2 separate regions of the Sus scrofa genome follow, and region 2 is linked to region 1. Evidence: chromatin contacts called from public HiChIP or PLAC-seq data. All regions are on one chromosome and are shown on one strand. Each heading gives the region's core, a stretch centred on a gene start, on an enhancer-like site or on the middle of the called end of the contact. The rest is flanking DNA. Distances are from core to core; before and after follow the strand shown.

What was found. HiChIP or PLAC-seq counts read pairs in DNA pulled down with a chosen protein or histone mark.
Region 2: an H3K27ac HiChIP or PLAC-seq map of alveolar macrophages shows a contact between it and region 1. The contact joins two enhancer-like sites. A contact is called at or near these places in 1 of 5 promoter capture datasets (fetal liver), 1 of 47 Hi-C or Micro-C datasets (liver) and 1 of 2 datasets of contacts at active chromatin or transcription factors (alveolar macrophages).

The regions. Positions count from the first base shown.
Region 1 is chr6:6,703,041-6,708,811 of Sscrofa11.1, forward strand. All of the region lies in intron 3 of CMIP (C-Maf-inducing protein), which reads right to left. Among named protein-coding and RNA genes, the nearest start is that of PLCG2, 100 kb to the left of the region's middle. Within about 2 kb of position 2,736, at least 38 of the 83 cell types and tissues checked have an H3K27ac peak or open chromatin away from gene starts, as enhancers often do. A contact at or near this core is called in alveolar macrophages and fetal liver, where this site is marked.
Region 2 is chr6:6,869,703-6,875,473 of Sscrofa11.1, forward strand. The region is part of intron 1 of CMIP (C-Maf-inducing protein); the gene reads right to left. Among named protein-coding and RNA genes, the nearest start is that of CMIP, 9.3 kb to the right of the region's middle. Within about 2 kb of position 2,204, at least 24 of the 83 cell types and tissues checked have an H3K27ac peak or open chromatin away from gene starts, as enhancers often do. A contact at or near this core is called in alveolar macrophages and fetal liver, where this site is marked.

The sequences.
Region 1 (5,771 bases), core at 1,486-3,985:
AGTAGATTCTAGACTAGAATGAGGCCTGGGCTTTAAGCGCCCTCTCTTCTAATCAGCTGCAAGTTGTTTACTTTTGAAAGAATAATGACTTCATTCTTTTCATGAAAATGAGGCATGTTCACTGCAAGAAATTTAAACCCCGCTGAAAAGCACAAGGAAGAGGATAAATGAAAAAAGGCCTCAAAATCCCACAACCTAGAAAGAGCGATCATTAATCCCGGGCAAACACTGTCCAGCCGGCCCTCCTTGCAACGCCGCTGAATACAGCCTGCCCGTGGGGGCGGGCGGCAGTGAGTACCGTCCCTAGATCCCCAGCTCTCCACGCTCCGAGAGCACCGAGACGGCGAGGTCCCCAGGCGCCGTCAGCCCCAGTACAGCCTCCCGCGAACCCCCAGCCTCGGGCTCACCAACACAGCCCCCTCGACGGACTGGGTTAGACAAAGCCTTCCCACGAGCACCTGAGCCCTGGCTTAGGAGGGATCCCCGGGAGAGTGGTCACAGAAGCTACACTCAAATCCAGAAGCTCCCAGCGGCGGACAAGGGGTCATGTTTAATGAGCATGTACTACACCGTACCAGGCACCATGCCGAGCGCTTTGGGGCAGCATCTCCGTCCATCCTCACAGCAACCCTGGGGGGGACCTGCCCCAGGAGCAGACCCTCAGGCAGAGACCTGAGGGCAGATGGTTTGTTAATTTGAAAAAAAATTTATTATAGTTGATTTACAAAGTTCTGTCCATTCCTGCTATACTGCAAAGTGCCCCAGTCACACACATGTACACGTTCTTTTTCTTATATTATCTGCCATCATGTTCTATCACAAGTGATTGGATAGAGTTCTCTGTGCTGTACAGCAGGACCAGTTTGTTTGAGAGGTGACAGGAAGGTGGCTGATCACCAGAAAAGGCTCTGAGCCCTGGCACAGGGCAGCCACAGGGCAGAGAGAGGCCTGCCAGGACCGTGGGGGCCCAGGTTCTCTGCCGTGGGTGACAAATTACACATTTCATCCCAGGAACTCTGATGAGCTCATGTGGTGATGAATCACGGTGGGGCCAGGATGGGGACGCGCCTCGAGAACCCCGACTCCCAGGAGCCCAGCCCCTGGCTGTGCAGTGTGGACCTTCTGCGGAGCCCGCTTCACTGGGAGGGGTGGGTAGCCTCTTGCCATGTCTGGCGTGGATGGGCTGCCGGATCCATTTGAACAAAGAATATGTGACAGAATTGAATGTGGGCCAGACAGCCCCCAACATTTGTGATCTGAGCCTTTAAAGAAAAAGGTCACCAACCCACGGCTGAAAAGGTCAAGCCCAGCCAAGAAGTGAGAGCACAACGCAGGTCAGGATAACGAGCCGTCAGGGAGACGCAGGCTCAGACCATTAAGAGACATGGCTCCACCCCGCCAGGCTGGCTGTCACCAAAAGAAAGGATGTCACCAAGGGTCGCCAAGGTTGTGGAGAAGCTGGGATCCCCGTGCACTGCAGCCGGGACCAAGAATCAGGACAGCACCGTCGGGAAACAGTCTGACAGTCTCTTAAAACGTTCAACAAATTTACCATATGACCCAGCAATTCTGTTCTTGGAAATCTATTCAAGAGAAATAAAAACAGATTCTACATAAAGACACGCACACCAGTGGCCACGGAAGCATTATTCACAGCAGCACCAGACTGGAAACAACCCAGATGTCCATCAACTGATGAATGGGTAAGCAGGACATGGTATATCCAGACAATGGAATAGTATTTGGCAGTAAAAAGGATGGAACTACTCCTGCATGCCACGAGACAGAGGAGCCTCACAAACCTTCTGCTAAGTGGAAGAAGCCAGATGCAAAAGACATAGCGGATGATTCCTTTTATATGAAATGTCTAGAAAAGGCAAATTGATAGAGACAGAAAGTGAAAGAGTTATTGCCCGGGGTGGGGGGCTGGCAATAGCGATTAGACTGCTCACAGATATGAGGGCGCCTTTTAGGACGATGGAAATACTCTCCAACTGTACACCTTTATTAAAACCACCGAATCATACGCTGACAATGGGGGGGGGGGTTACGGTATGTAATTCACCGTAAAATTAAGACGTTTTAAAAAGAAATCCCAACCCAGGCAGGTGGGGGACCTGAAGCAAAGCCAGAGGCAGTTCGTGGTGGGAGCGCAGGTTTTGCAACCGGCAGCCTTCAGTTCACATCGCAGCTCTGCTTCATTCACACATCCTCCCATTCACTTAATCCATCTTCCCATCCATCCGCCCCACCACCGAGCCACCTACCCATCCATCACCTACCCGCGCATTATCCATCGAGCCAATCGCCCTACAATAATGACCGGAACCTTGCACTGTGGGGGGCCAAGCATGGGCTTCGGCGCTCAGGACACCCATGCTGAGCAAAGCAGAGAGGCCCCAGCGCTCACGGAACTTACAGGCTATTCCCGGCACCTTACTTTCCTCGCCTGCAACGTGGGAGGAGAACAACCACTATCAAAGGCTTGCTGTGCCTGTTCCACCAGATGACAGCTACACTTAGCCCCCCTCCTGGCTAAAGAGCAGCTCTCATTGTTAGCACCTACCAAGTCCTGAGGGTGAGTGATCCAGAGCAGGCAGGACTTAGGAGGGCTGCTGGTATCTGTGACTAAGCCCCACCCGCCCCTGAAACAACAGCGCCTGGCAGGAAGAGCCTCCCGCCTCCCGTGCATGCGGAAGAGCCAGCCACTCCACTGCAGCCCTCGCCCTCTGCGCGGCCGGCTGGGAGGGGCGTTACCTGGGCAACAGCCGCCATCTCTCCAGCAACGGCTCCCACAGCACAGGCGGCCACAGACGCCCGGGTTCTCCGGCCTCGGAGAGCAGAGCCTGGTGGCTTCTCCACGGGAGACAAGCTGTCACCGGGAAGGTGCCCCTCGCCAGGAGAGGTGTGACTCAGAACGTGCTGGAAGCACGCCTCCCTGTGCTGGGGCTGCCGCGCTGCCGCCTGCCGCAGCCTCCGAGGAGGCTCGCACAAGCACGCATGCTCCCCCCACCCATCATTAAAGGAAAGGCTGCAAGGGAGCTCTTGGAGCCGCTGAGCAAAAGGAGCCTGGCGGGAGCCCGGCTGGCTTTGACGACTTCTTTCCAGGGGATGTCCCCCAGCTGTGCTGCTCAGCATGAGAGCCCCAAGTGGCCACTTCCAGGGAATCTAATAAAAATGAAACATGGCTAAAAAGTCAGTGCTTTGGTCCCACTAGCCATCTTCCAGCTGCGAGACATGTGGCCAGTGGCTGCTACACCAGACGGCGCGGAAAGAGAACACTATCACCACCGCAGAAAGTTCTGCTGGGCAGGCTCTCCTCAGGTCTTGGAGTTCCCTCTGTTGCTCACGCCACAGAGGACCAGCGGTGTGCTCACTGCCTCTCCCGTAACTCAGGCAACGCTGATTTGCTGGGGCCAGTGTGTCAGTGGCACCCTGCCCATCTCCTCCAACTTGCCCCCTGGGGTCTACGGGGGCTGTCCCTGAGCGCCCCTTGCATACAGGGAGAATGACCAAGAGGGGGACTTCTTTGGCTTCCCTGATTCCCAGGTGGGGGCTTTTGATGGCCTCACTCTTTCAAGACTCGCCGAGGCTGGGGATGCTGAACGTGCCAGGTAACTCACCATCCCCGCTAAGCCAGGGGGCTTCTGGGGGCCCCCGACACTCAGGGGGGTGCATTTTTGACGTTCTCTTTAGTCTTCCAGAATGGCTTCCGTGAAAGCCTTTGACCATCAAGCATCACTTTGCCTTCAGATACAACCCAGGCCTGTGACTGGCCCTTGAGTCATCTCTCAACTGCCCATTTGGCCCTCAAGTCTTGACCATCACCCTAAGACCAGTTCATAACCTCTCAGCCTCCATCTGCATCCTGCACAGAGACCCCAGCTGAGCCAATTCAGTTCCTGAACTGTTACTGCTGGTCCAAGTACTCAGCTGATGGATTAATCCATGAATATCCTTCCAGGGGCCTGGGTTTTCTAGGATGGGTGTCAGGACATCCACTCTGAGTGGGGCCTGGGCTCTAGGAGGAGCAGGGAGTGGAGGAAGGGACACAAAAGGAAACACAAGCCTAGCCCTGGCACTGCCCTGTCGGCTGGAGGGTAAGGCATGGCTCAACTTATTCCAACAAAGCCACTCATTCTGACAATACCGGCCGCCACGTGCCCAGAGCTCACCATATCCAGGGACCACTACCTGCAAAATAGGTTGTGACAAGTGACACAAGAGCATTAACTGTTATCGCACTGGAGGGCGCTCGCTAGACCACCCCTGTGTGAAGGGGCTTTATACACACAAATTCTAAAATTGTCACAGCCACTGGACAATGTGAGCAGTGTCATTCGCTCCATTTTATAGATAAGAAAACTGAGGCCAAGAGAGGTGAAGTCAAGTATCTCTTAAGAGCCAGAGCTGAAGTTGGGGCCTTGGTCCAGCTTTGGACCCCGAGGCCCCGACCACTGTGCTGAGAGACACATCTGAGTGCTTTTCCTGCCTTGATCGATGCTGCCACCTCCTTCTGAAATGAACAAGAAGCCTTTAAGTTGGGGAGTTGAGCCCAGGGGCAGTTCCAGACTGGCTGCAGCTGGGCATCCAGCTGACATCTGCCTGGAAAGCCGGGTCCTGGGGAGACGGGCAATTTGTCTGAAAGAGGAGGAAGAGTCTGGCATTCTGCTCTCTAAGCGCCCGCTGCGGGCGGTCTCCCCGCAGCCGTTACTGCTTCCAAGGAAACGGCAGAAACTCGGGCACAGTGTCCCGCTCATCATCTCTGGAGCATCAGCTGGTTGCCTGGGCAACCACGCATCTGGCTGAGGAGGAGATGAACTGGCCTTGGTGCCAGGTGCACAGCTGGGTACCACAGCCTCCCTGGCACTCAGGGCCTGCCGCATCCTTGGCAAAACCCAGTCATCACATGAAACCGTGTCTCTGCACCAAGAAAATTCTAGGTGGCTGCTTTCCTCACTGAGCTCTGGCTCCCTGGGGGCAGGGATCATGCCTTGTTGGTTTCTTCACCGTTGTGTGTGTTGGCTGCAACCGCCGAGGGCAGCAGAAAAAAAAAAATCAGAAATAACAGCCAACATGGATGAAGTGCTCCCACTGTTGCCAGCTCTGTGCAAACCCTTTCCCTCCCCTGTGAGCTTCAATACAGGAACCATGGGGGGTGGAGGGGGCGGGGGGTGGGGGGGCGAGGGGGTGGCGCTTGTGAGAAGGCAGATTCCAACTCAGGGGAGCCAGAAGGGCCTGGGAGTCAGCACTTTACAGTAGCTTCCAGATACGACTGATGCTCTTGAACCCTACCCGAGGGGCTCTTCCACTCCCCACTGGGAGGCAGACACGTTCACTCTGTCCCCAAGATACACAGGAGGGGGCACCAGGGGATAAACACCCTGCCTGAGGTCACACGGCTGGTGTTACGTCCCCCCAAGTGATAGGTCTGAGTCCTAACCCCTGGTATCTGTGAATGTGGCTTTATTTGGAAATAAGTCTTTACAGACGCAATCAAGTGAAAAACGAGGCCATGCCGGATTAGGGTGGGCCCTAAATTGAACCCCTGGTGTCCTTAAAAATGGCCAGGTGAAGACATGCACGTACACAGGGAGAGAAGGCCAGGTGAGGGTGAAGGCAGAGACTGGGTATTTCTAGTGGCAGCAACTAGAAGCTGGGGGAGCCAAGAACCTCCCTTGGGGGCTCAGAGGGAGCAGGGCTCTGCCAACACCTTGACTGTGGACTTGTGGCCGCAGAAGAGTGAGAGGCTAAATTCCTATTGTTTTAAG
Region 2 (5,771 bases), core at 954-3,453, 170 kb after region 1:
GTGTGGGTGCAAACGCCAGCTCCTCCACTACTAGGTGGGTGAATAGTGACTTCATGTCTCTGGGCCTTGGTGTGTTCACCTGTAAAATGGGAACAACAGGGGCAGCAACACCCCACTGGTACCTCAGGAGGTTTGAACAAGCTCACCTACATGTGACCCAGCAGTTTTGCTCCTGAGTACACAACCCAAAAAAAAAAAAAAAAAAAAATCCCATGAATTTGAAAAGATACATGCACCTCAATGCTCATAGAAGCATGATTTACAATTGCCAGGCTATGGAAGCAACATGCGTCCATCAGCATATGAATGACTAAAGAAGATGTGGTATGTAATGGAATATTACTCAGCCATTAAAAAGAATGAAATTCTGCCATTTGTGGCAACATGAAGGGACCTAGAGAATATTACACTTACTGAAATAAGACAGAGGAAGACAAACACTGTATGATGTCACTTATACGTGGAATCTAAAAAATAACATGAATGTATACAGCAAAACAGCAACAGACTCAGAGAGACAGAAAGGAAACTAATGGTTACCGGGAGAAAAGAGAAGGGGAGGGCAGGACAGGGGCAAAGGATGAAGAGACGCAAACCACTACGTATAAAAGAGACAAGCGAGGACAGATCGTCCCCCCAGGCAATTACCGCCATTACCTTGTAGTAACTTCTAACAGAGTATAAGCCACAAAAATACTGGCCCACCATGCTATATACACCTTACACTAATACAATAACTCAACTACACTGCAATTTATTTTTTTACTTTTTCTTTTTTGGGCTGCACCCGCGGCATATGGAAGTTCCCAGGCTAGGGGCCCAATCGGAGCTACAGCTGCCAGCCTACACCCCAGCCACAGCAACGCCAGATCCAAGCCACGTCTGCGACCTACACCACAGCTCACGGCAATGCCAGATCCTTAACCCACTGATCGAGACCAGGGATCAAACCCCACGTCCTCATGGATACTAGTCTGGCTCCTAACCCACTGAGCCACAGCAGAACTTCCTTTAGTGCAATTTAGAAAAATGCAAAGGCAAAGAGCTCATCTCTGTGAAGGGCTCAGAAGAGTAAGCTCCGTCTAAGCGTCAGCTGCAGCGCTCACAGCTTTGCTGGTGACCAGTCCCGACTGCCCAGGTGCCTGTGCTCGAACCCAGCAAGGAGGCACCACGCTCTGTGAAGGCCTTGGGCTCTGGGGCCAGGCTTCTGGGTTCCAGTTGTGCAACCTCAAACTCTCAGGGCTTGGTTTCCCCGTCTGTGATCAGGAGCCTCGGGCTGGTGTGAGAATTAAGTGCAGAGATACACCCCAGGGACTCAGCATGGCTGGAGGAAATGATGGCTTCCGCTTGCGGCCACCACCAGCCAGTCCTGGATGGGCTGAGCCCGCAGGCTGCCCCTGCTTGGACGCCCCAAGCCCAGGAGCCACCCAGCTCCTGGGACAGGTCAAGCTCTTTCATTTTCCCACCCCCAAGGCAAGCCTCAGTCACAGGGTCATGAAACACAAACCAACCAAAGCAACAGACAGACGTCAGCAAGTCACTGTTCCCCTTTCCAATGGGGCACCCTGCCCCCAGCACCCCACAGCCCACTGGCCTGCGGAAGGCCCTGCTGCCTGCCTCAGCCAGACAGTGCCCCTGGCCCAAGAGCCCCAAGGCCACACTAGGCCCTCCGCCCAGGCCTCCAGGAAGGAAGGTTCCAGAAGAAAAGCCCTGGGAGCCAAAGCTCACCGCAGAGGTCTCAGGCCTGGGGTCGGAAAGCACCTGAGGCCTCTGTTTGGAGCGGCTTCAGGGGCTCAGCGGGGGGCCAAGAACCCACGGGCCTGTGTCCACCCCACGGCCAGCTGCACGCGCCAAGGGCTGGGCAACACGCGGGTCCCCTGGACACTGGGTGGGTGAAAGAGCCAAGGGGGGTTACAAGGACGCACAGGGCGCAGGTCTGAACGTGGCTCGTCCCCGACCGCTCCAGCCGGAGGGCCCACCTGACTGGGCCCATGCAGCTGCTCACTCCTTCACGCCTTCATCTGCTCACAGCCTCAGGGCCCCAGGCGGAAAATGGAGAGAGTTAAAGCATCTCGCTGGGCAGTTGTGCGGATCACCCACGTAACCACCTAGCACAGCTCCCAGCAAAGGAACCCTTGAGAGTGGCTGCTGCAGTGGTCAGTACTGTGACTAACATCTGGCCCAGTGACTCAGACCCTGCACTCCCAAAGCTTCCATTCGGGGGCGTCCCGGGCTCCCAGCTGGTGGCCGATTCCCTGTCCCTCTGCGTCATGATCAGGGCCCTCCCGGCTCAAGCATGTCCTGGTGAATCCCGCACTGACCTCGTGGCCCCACTCTGAGACGCGACCCTGCCTCCAGCTTTACCTCCCGTGCTCTCACTGTGCCCCTACTGCTCTGGGCCCTTCCACTGCTCGCTGTCCCCTCCCCTCTGCCCATCCCCTCACTCCCCTCCCGACCTGACCTCTCTCCATCCAGGTGTGTCTCTCCCACAAAGTCCTTTCTAAAAGCACCTGGCCCCATGGCAGCACCTCTTCCTCCAAACAGGAGAACAGGTCTAAATCCCTCCGTGGATATGGGCTCCCGTAGGGTACCCGAATTTGGAGTGTACCCCAGTTCAACCTGAAGCCCTTGGGGAACGGAGCACATGTCACTCTGTAAGTGTACACCCACCGTGTAAGCCCAGCACCCAGGGGTACTTAATTCCGAAGTGCGGTACCTGCGAGTACTCCCTTTGCAAACGCGGTATCTGGGAACTCCTTTGCACACACAGTATCTGCTTGGTGCTTGATTTACAGGCTTCATACCTGGTGCTCAGCCTTTACAAACACCTGGCAGCCCCTTCCCAACACCAGTTCCCCGAACTCACTTGATAAATTCTCAAGGGGATGTCTGCCAAACACGAAACTGCTAAGCCCACTGATTCTCAGCTAAGATGTCTCTGCGAGAGGCCGAGATCATTCTATGGATATAGAACGGATGCACATACATTCATGGACACACACTCTCCAGCGCGGGGCAGACCTGCCTGGCCTCTCAGCCCCACCTCCTCCCAGCTCTCCTGCCTGAGTCTTGCTGCTGCAGCCCCTGTCAAGTGAGAAGAGTGACATCTACCCCCTAGGACTGTTGGGAAAACTAATTCAACGAGCACAGTGCCTGGAACTCAGCGGGCAGACAGTAAGTGTCACTGTAATCGTGACGGCAATAGGCCCACTGATCCGGCTTTCCTCCCCACTCAAAGCTCGGAATAGACTTCAAACTTTCAGAAAGCCTGCACACTTTCCTGACCTGCCATCAAGCTCAAAGCCAGGATCCAGAAGAGACCAGGCTGTCGGAATGTCCTTTCCAGGGAAGCGGCTCTGCTGCTGATACCCTGGAGACCTCCAGACCACTGCAGGGTCCCAGCGGTCCTGGGGTGGGAGCTGCGGTCATGCCACGGTCTCCTGTCTCCTGGACACAGCAGACCCTCGTCCCCAGCCCCCGCTACGGGGACGGCCACGAGACTGAGCTGTGGCCAAAGACAGAGGCTAGGCCTAGAGGTGGCTCTGCGGGGGACTGCCTCTCCGTCCCCAGCCCCCAGCCCACAAGGCCCTGGAGGGGCAGAAACTCCCACCAGCCCGGGACATGAGAAAGAAGTAATTGTGCTGCGGATCTGGGGGCTGGTTGTTGCGGCAGTTTAGCCCACCTGCCCGTGGCCGGGCCGCATCCACAGGGATGGCTCTCCGGCTCGCGGAGCCTCGCACGGGCGTGGGCGGCGATCCGATGCACCTGGCTGCACAGAAGAGGGGCCGGGAGGCGGCGTGGGCTTCCCCCAGACTGTGTGCTCCTACTCGCAGCGTTTCTAGGCCTCAAAGAGCCTGGGACCAGCCTAGGACACGGGACACTGCTCCCAAGTTCCACCGCCAGCTCCTCCCTCCTGATGACCCCGGCCCCAGGGGAGCCTCCACTGCCCTGTCCTGCCGGGGAATCCAGCTCTTCTGCTTCCTCCAGAGTGAGTTTACTCAGCCTAATCTTTATACGCTTTCCCGATCATATCATTCCCGATAGCAGCTTGAAAGCGGGAGAAGCAGTGACCAAGGAAGGCGCTGGAGGCACTGGGAGCTGGAGTCCTGGGTGTGAATCCCAGCCCAGCTGCTGAGTCATGTGGAAGGGTCTCTGGGCAACACGCTGGCCCTCCCTGCTTCCCCATCGGAAAAAAGCCAGAGGCGAACTCAATGATTGGTGTGTTCTAGATCCTAGAACCTTTGTAACACAGTGTGGACAAAGGGAGTTGCTTTTCAAAAGTTCTGCTGGGCTTTGTAATTTAAGAGTCTCTTACAGCTCTGCTCCAAGGCTATTCTTCACTATAGGGAAGAGCCAGGATAAATAAGACACACACACACCCAGAAGTGCTAGAAATGAAGGAAGCTCCATGGGACGGGGAGGGAGCTGCCTCTACGCCTGGCACATACTGGGTGCTCATAAATATTTTTTAATAGCCGCTAAGAGCTCCTGGAAGGCAGGAGCAGGTACTAAGTGCCAGCACGCCCCTGGGTGACCTCTAAGTCTGATCTCAGGACCTTTGCACCTGCCATCCTCTCTGCCAGGACGGCTCTCCCAGCACCGACTACCTCTGTCCCTGAACACAGCGTGTGACGCAGCACGGCTCTCAGTCCCCAAGCCTCCAGACCCGACCACACGCTGCTTTGTGTTCTCCATGGCCCGTCGCCACCGGACAGATTTTCTATTTCCTTGCTTCGTGATCTCCTGCCTGTCACCCAAGAGGCGCCAGGGGGGCAGGCGCTGCTTTCCGTCAAAGTGCCTAGAACAGAGATATGTATCTGCTAAATGAACGGCCAGGCCATACGTCACCTAACCCTGACATCATGAGAAGAGGAAGTCCCCATAATGCAAATTTCACCAATAAGGACAGAGATGAGGTGACCTGCCCAAGGTCACTCGCCAGCGAGGATGCTGGAGGGGCAGGATTCAGGCTTGTCTGTCTGACCCCTCTGCTGGGTCTGGCTGGTCTCCTCCATCCACCTCAATGGCGGAATAAATGCTTTGCCTGCGGCAGGCGTAAGGAATGGCTACCAAACGCTGAATTTCAGCACAACCAAAATTTCAGCACCAAAAACGTGTACTCTGTGGTCCCCTTTGCCGCCACAGACCCAAAGATCTCTCCCGTATGCACATGTGCACACACACACTCCCCTGCCCACCACCCTCTGACAGGGCTCTGCTGGTATCAGCCACGCTTCCTTTCGAACGCGCATGGCCTCCCTTGGTGCCTTGTCACCAGAGCCAGAAGCAGGGAAGAGACACTGTCACTTCCTCCTTTTCTCTACCACGGGGCTGGGCAGCCTGGCTTCATCCTGGGGAAGCAGGAAGACTGGGGACAAAAACGATGCTCTCAAGTGGAGTCAGGAAACAGCCACCCTGGCCGTGCAGACCCCTGTCCTCGGGGCAGAGGTCAGCAGGACCAGTCAGAGCCCCCTGCTCTCCCGGGATCAGCTCCTGGTGCAGCCAGGTGGCCAGAGCTTCCAGAGGCTCCCTCGCCAGTGACAGTGAGCCAGACCCAAGCATGACTGCAGACAGCAATGACCCCGGGCGGCACTGCCCTTCCCCCCTCCGAGGGAGGGTCAGCTCACCCCTGCAAAGCACTATGGGACTAAATATTTTAACACTCACCAGAGAAGCAGGCAGAAGACATTCCAATGGTCAAAACAGAAACAACGCCACTCAATAAAAACAGAAAGCATCTTGCGTGAAACAGCAGAAGCCTGGGACTAACC